Regions from separate parts of the Mus musculus genome. Here region 1 is linked to region 2. A link is a contact called in public targeted proximity ligation data. All regions are on one chromosome and are shown on one strand. The core of a region is the stretch at or near the end of the contact, and the rest is flanking DNA. Distances in the headings are between cores, read along the strand shown. Region 1 overlaps Ms4a20 (membrane-spanning 4-domains, subfamily A, member 20). Region 2 overlaps A430093F15Rik (RIKEN cDNA A430093F15 gene).

Region 1 (3,605 bases), core at 105-2,604, 360 kb after region 2:
TCCCCAAGTCTCTGCAGCAGAACATGTGCTGTGCCCTCTCTTCCTTTCTGCTCCCGTATCCAGAAGATCATGTAGGTCTTCTTCTACAACCTCCATCACTGCCCCATCCCTTTGTCTCAGCAGCCAACTTCCACAGGCACTTCTGGAGGACCCATTAGCCATTCCAGGGAAGCAGGTAGCCAAGCTTCAGATCTTTATTCTTCATCCTCATCTCCAAATCCAATCCCCCAATCTCATCTCCAGCTCTGTAGCAGACCACCTGTTGTGAACCTGACCCCCTCTCTGCCATATTCCCATGGGACTAAGCAGATTCTTGTGGCACACTCTGCTTTCTTCTCTCTTGTTGACTCCTTTAGCATTCCTAGCCCAAATCTATCCCTAAGTGTCATATACCAATACCTATAAACACATTGTACCTGTAACCTCCACCTGACAGGATCTCAGAAGCACTTCCTACCAGGTAACCAACACTCTCTTAAGAACCAGAGAGGGCTTTCATTGTGTTCCATAAGTTTGGGTACGTTGTGGCTTCATTTTCATTAAACTCTAAAAAGTCTTTAATTTCTTTCTTTATTCCTTCCTTGACCAAGGTATCATTGAGTAGAGTGTTGTTCATTTTCTACATGAATGTTGGCTTTCTATTATTTATGTTGTTATTGAAGATCAGCCTTAGTCCATGGTGATCTGATAGGATGCATGGGACAATTTCAATATTTTTGTATCTGTTGAGGCCTGTTTTGTGACCAATTATATGGCCAAATTTGGAGAAGGTACCATGAGGTGCTTATACTTAGACATGAAGCAAATCTCAACAAATACAAGAAAATAGAAATAACATCCTTCATCCTTTCTGACCACCGTGGATTAAAGCAGGTTATCATCATCAACAACAACAGAAACAGCAGAAGCTTACTAATTCATGGAAACTGAACAACTCTGAATGAAAAATGTGTCAAGACAGAAATAAAGAAAAGAGTTAAGACTGTCTAGAGTTCAATGAAAATGAATACACAAATTTCTCAAACTTATGGGACACAATGAAAGTGGTGTTAAGAGGAAAGTTCATAGCACTAAGTGCCTACATTAAAAAAACAAAACAAAACTGGAGAGATCTTTTACTAAAAACTTAACAGACCAGCTGAAACCTTTAGAACAATAACAAAAAATAAAATAAAAAAAAATGCTCCAGGGGGACGGGGCCGAGAGAGAGCTAGCGAGGGAGGGCGTGAAGCCAGAGAGAGCCAGAGAGGAAGAAGGGCGGCCACTCGTGTGTGAGCGGCCGCGGACGGGAGTGGGGAAGCTGGGGGAGGAGGTGCAGGGAAGGAAGGACGAAGGCTGAGAGGACAGGGCAGGGCGGCTAGCGGCTGGCGGAGGTGGCGAGGGGAGAAGGGGGTGCTGTCGGAGGGCAGGGGCTGAGCTGAGGGAGTGAGGGAGAGAAGCGGACGCGCCAGGGAGGGGAGGGAAGGGGGGTCACGCGGGGGCGCGCGCGCACCGGGAGCGCGCTCGGAGGCGAGTGGAACTGGATCGGGTTTGCTGCCAGCGGCGTGAGCTTCGGCCGCCATTTTACAACAGCTCCACTCGCGCCGGACACAGGGAGCAGCGAGCACGCGTTCCCCGCCAGCCGACCCGGTCGGACAGGATTCCTCGGCCCCAGCCCCGCGGGGAGATCTCTGGAAACATGGCTACAGAACATGTTAATGGAAATGGTACTGAAGAGCCCATGGATACTACTTCAGCAGTTATCCATTCAGAAAATTTTCAGACATTGCTTGATGCTGGTTTACCACAGAAAGTTGCTGAAAAACTAGATGAAATTTACGTTGCAGGGCTAGTTGCACATAGTGATTTAGATGAAAGAGCTATCGAAGCTTTAAAAGAGTTCAATGAAGACGGCGCATTGGCAGTGCTTCAACAGTTTAAAGACAGTGATCTCTCTCATGTTCAGAACAAAAGTGCCTTTTTATGTGGAGTCATGAAGACTTACAGGCAGAGAGAAAAACAGGGGACCAAAGTAGCAGACTCTAGTAAAGGACCAGATGAGGCAAAGATTAAGGCACTTTGGAAAGAACAGGCTACACACTTGATGTGACTACAGGTCAGAGGAAGTATGGAGGACCACCTCCAGATTCCGTTTATTCAGGTCAGCAGCCTTCTGTTGGCACTGAGATATTTGTGGGGAAGATCCCCAGAGATCTGTTTGAGGATGAGCTTGTTCCATTATTCGAGAAAGCTGGACCTATATGGGATCTTCGTTTAATGATGGATCCGCTCACTGGTCTCAACAGAGGTTATGCGTTTGTCACTTTTTGTACAAAAGAAGCAGCACAAGAGGCTGTTAAACTGTATAATAATCATGAAATTCGTTCCGGGAAGCACATTGGTGTCTGCATCTCAGTTGCCAACAATAGGCTTTTTGTGGGCTCGATTCCTAAGAGTAAAACCAAGGAACAGATTCTTGAGGAATTTAGCAAAGTGACAGAGGGTCTCACAGATGTCATTTTATACCACCAACCTGATGACAAGAAAAAAAACAGAGGCTTTTGCTTTCTTGAATATGAAGATCACAAAACAGCTGCCCAGGCAAGACGTAGGCTGCAAATTTGTCTGGAATAACAAAAAACCTAGGATAGCAAAAAGTCTTCTCAAGGATAAAAGAACTTCTGGCGGAATCACCATGCCAGACCTAAAGCTTTACTACAGAGCAATTGTGATAAAAACTGCATGGTACTGGTATAGAGACAGACAAGTAGACCAATGGAATAGAATTGAAGACCCAGAAATGAACCCACACACCTATGGTCACTTGATCTTCGACAAGGGAGCTAAAACCATCCAGTGGAAGAAAGACAGCATTTTCAACAATTGGTGCTGGCACAACTGGTTGTTATCATGTAGAAGAATGCGAATCGATCCATACTTATCTCCTTGTACTAAGGTCAAATCTAAGTGGATCAAGGAACTTCACATAAAACCAGAGACACTGAAACTTATAGAGGAGAAAGTGGGGAAAAGCCTTGAAGATATGGGCACAGGGGAAAAATTCCTGAACAGAACAGCAATGGCTTGTGCTGTAAGATCGAGAATTGACAAATGGGACCTAATGAAACTCCAAAGTTTCTGCAAGGCAAAAGACACCATCAATAAGACAAAAAGACCACCAACAGATTGGGAAAGGATCTTTACCTATCCTAAATCAGATAGGGGACTAATATCCAACATATATAAAGAACTCAAGAAGGTGGACTTCAGAAAATCAAATAACCCCATTAAAAAATGGGGCTCAGAACTGAACAAAGAATTCTCACCTGAGGAATACCGAATGGCAGAGAAGCACCTGAAAAAATGTTCAACATCCTTAATCATCAGGGAAATGCAAATCAAAACAACCCTGAGATTCCACCTCACACCAGTCAGAATGGCTAAGATCAAAAATTCAGGTGACAGCAGATGCTGGCGTGGATGTGGAGAAAGAGGAACACTCCTCCATTGTTGGTGGGAGTGCAGGCTTGTACAACCACTCTGGAAATCAGTCTGGCGGTTCCTCAGAAAATTGGACATAGTACTACCGGAGGATCCAGCAATACCTCTCCTGGGCATATATCCAG
Region 2 (3,488 bases), core at 520-3,019:
CCCTGGCCCCTGTCTTTGATGGTAACATGTGAAATCAGGAAGCGGCTAGCTCTTGAGTGAAGTTGTATCGAAATGAATCCATCAAGACAAGCGGGATCTTGATTTTTCTCTCTGTTTCCTGGTTGCAGTTTCCTGGGTGGAAGCATAGATGGTGACGGGGTGCTTTCAATAGAAAACGGGGTGAGATGGACGGAGGCATCTACAGAAAGGTGAGCCAGATTCTTGGTGTGCAGAATGGCTCAGCCTAGGGACAGCTGATCTCCTGCCTCCAGATATTTAGTTTGGGGTGGCAGGGGGTGGGGGAGATTGTTTAGGTTGTCCCCACCAGTGACAAAATGACATAACACACTTAGGATGACCCCAGTCGTGTGCTCCGGACAGTCAGCACTAATTAATTGCTATGCTTATGTCTGCAGGGTTCAGATATGCTCAGACTTGTATCTGAACTCTCCACCATCTGTGGTTAATATCATCTCATCTGGCGTGTGAATCGAAACCTGTCTGTGAACCCTGGCCTGTGCAACGCCAGGCAGTGTGGAGGCTTGGAAGCTTGCACACATGAGCCTAGGCTCCATCTGTGTTTGGCTCATCTTTAGCTTCAGTGTGGATCATTGACTTAATTTGCTATAGATGCTCACTAGGTTGAATTAGGGAGCCCAGAGACACCACTGTTAGAGAGGTGCTCATTGGAAGCTTGGCATGCGCCTAGGATCCTGGCACTCAGGAGGATGAGGCAGGAGGATCATGACTTTGAGGCTGGTCACACAGCAAATTTGAGGACAGTCTGATATTTATATAACGAGATCCTGGGGTGGGGGTGGGGGATGGGGAGAATGATACTTCCTTAAAAGTTTTTATTATTTATATTTTATTATTCATATTATATACATTTATATTTATCTGTGTGTGTTTGTACCAGGGTACAACCTCCTGTTTCATTACTTTGGTATCATTCATTTTTTTGTTTGTTTTTAGCCAGGGTCTTTCTTTGACCAGAAACTTATCGGTTAAGCCAGACTGGCTGCCATCAATCCACCTGCCTTCCCTTCCCCAGCTCCAGGGTTACAAGTGCAACCATCACAGCTGTCTTTTATAAAATGTGGGCTCAGGGAATTGAACTCTGATCCTCATGCTTTCGTGTCTAGCACTTTATGGATTGAGTCACCATCTTGGTCACCACCCTTATTATTTCTATATGAATTTGGTTTTTAGCACTCAAACCAAAGTAACAGGACAGGTTAGGCTAGTATGTACCCACGTGGTATGACAGCCATCCCTCCTAGTAGCTTGCCTCACTCGTGGAAGCAAAGCGGCAGGAAGTGACACTGACCTACACTGACCACCTTTGTTTTAGATCAGGTGTGAATAATGCCGATCTAGTTCCCACCTCCTCCCAGCTCTTGGTGGTGTGAGTCATGGTGTGTCATCCTTCTTGGATGCATTTTTCCCTTCCAGAAGCTCAAAGCTCTGTTGCTATGGGCAGAGAAACTCGAGTGCCAAATGACTATGTTTCAAACAGGATGGTGCGCTGAGTGTCTGGTAAAGTACCTGGGAGTTTTCTTTGCGCCCGATGAGGTCGGAGGCTGAGCCGTGGGGGCTTATGTGATGTTATGGTCATATACAGTAGCGATCCGGAACCTTTCAGCCCTGACGAATCACCCACCTTTGAACTGAGGATTTAAAAAAAAGACAGAATCTTTCTGTGGTCGCAACCAAGATGTGATGATAGACCGAGCCCTGAGAGTCTCAGCCAGCCCACTGGCACGTTCTGAGGGTGCTGTGAAACTCAGCTAAGCCACCCATCGTCATAAGAGAACAAGCAAGTGGGGGTACGAAAGGGAGATCGCACGAGTTCTGTTTCTCACTGGCTGCGCAAACAGGAGCTTGCCGGAAGTTGCACAGTGGGAACATAAGCCTTGTGAAGCTTTTCTGGGAATGATTGGGAGGTGGGGGGTGGGGAGTGGGGGTGGGGGTGCGATGGCTTTTGTTTTCTGTTTTTCCATTTTCTCATTTTCCATGACTCTTGACATATTTATGACCTGGGACTTTTTTGGGTGGGATCCTGACGGAATGTTAGTGCTATTCAGTAGTTCTGGTGGGAGTTGGGGGTTGGCAATGGGGTGAATCTGAAACTTGCCCCAAATTTGCATTCTAGTCATCAGTACAGATTCTATACAACTTCAACATTTGTTTAAGAGGTGCATGGTATGGGGCTGGTAAGATGGCTCAGTCAGTAAAGGTGCTTACAATTAAATCTGAAGATCTGAGTTCGGTCCCCAAGACTCAGTAGTGAGAAGAGAGAGCTAACTCCCCCAAGCTGTTCCCTAATGTCCATTCACTAAATAGGTAGATAGGTAGATAGGTAGATAGATAGGTAGATAGGTAGATAGATAGGAAGATAGATAGATAGATAGATAGATAGATAGATAGATAGATAGATAGACAGACAGACAGACAGGCGTGGTGTGGCTAGTATGAATTGGAGTTAACCTGGCCTTCCTCTTACAGCCAGGTTGGATAAAATCCTTGACCTGATTTCTCACTTTACCACTTCTGTTCTGGGATGGTGGGGAAAGACCTGCAGGAACAGTGTGTTTATAGGTCAGAAGGACCATGGAGCCAGAGAAGATCAGCCCTTAGAACAGCTCACCAGCACAGCTCTTGCCTTATCTGAGCTGTGTACCTGGCTATATAGTTAAGCATTAGGTAGTGATCTTGACCACCCAGATCACTTTAGTAGATCCTTAAAATATCTTTACTTTGAATATGAGGAAGCTGGGGTTCAGAGAGCCTAGGCAACCTGAACCTAACAGTATGCTGTTGGGAGAGCCATCACCTACTCTGCTTACCTTAAGAAGTCTTCACTCCTTTTTTTTTTTTTTAATATTTTTTATTACGTATTTTCCTCAATTACATTTCCAATGCTATCCCAAAAGTCCCCCATACCCCCCCCCCCACTTCCCTACCCACCTATTCCCATTTTTTGGCCCTGGCATTCCCCTGTACTGGGGCATATAAAGTTTGCGTGTCCAATGGGCCTCTCTTTCCAGTGATGGCCGACATGCAGCTAGAGTCAAGAGCTCCGGGTTACTGGTTAGTTCATAATGTTGTTGCACCTACAGGGTTGCAGATCCCTTTAGCTCCTTGGATACTTTCTCTAGCTCCTCCATTGGGGGCCCTGTGTTCCATCCAATAGCTGACTGTGAGCATCCACTTCTGTGTTTGCTAGGCCCCGGCATAGTCTCACAAGAGACAGCTATATCAGGGTCCTTTCAGCCAACGCTTGCTAGTGTATGCAATGGTGTCATCGTTTGGAGGCTAATTATGGGATGGCGAAAGGAAGTCTTCACTCCTACTGACTATCTCACTGTCATTACTAACTCTCTCCTTTGTGTCTTGGCTCAGAGGGTCCATCACAGACTGTTACCACAGGGTGGACCAAGAGATGTAGATGGATAAGCAACCTCAGGCCCTTTGTGGGAAGATCC

The links.
Region 1: a contact with region 2 is called in a targeted proximity ligation map of CD8 T cells, with 5 read pairs. A contact is called at or near these places in 1 of 130 datasets of targeted methods (CD8 T cells) and 1 of 9 other capture datasets (adipose tissue).

Annotation. Positions count from the first base shown.
Region 1 is chr19:11,119,832-11,123,436 of GRCm38.p6, forward strand. The region is part of intron 1 of Ms4a20 (membrane-spanning 4-domains, subfamily A, member 20); the gene reads right to left. It also overlaps the pseudogene Gm6501. Among named protein-coding and RNA genes, the nearest start is that of Ms4a20, 9.2 kb to the right of the region's middle.
Region 2 is chr19:10,762,147-10,765,634 of GRCm38.p6, forward strand. The region is part of intron 1 of A430093F15Rik (RIKEN cDNA A430093F15 gene); the gene reads left to right. Among named protein-coding and RNA genes, the nearest start is that of A430093F15Rik, 23 kb to the left of the region's middle.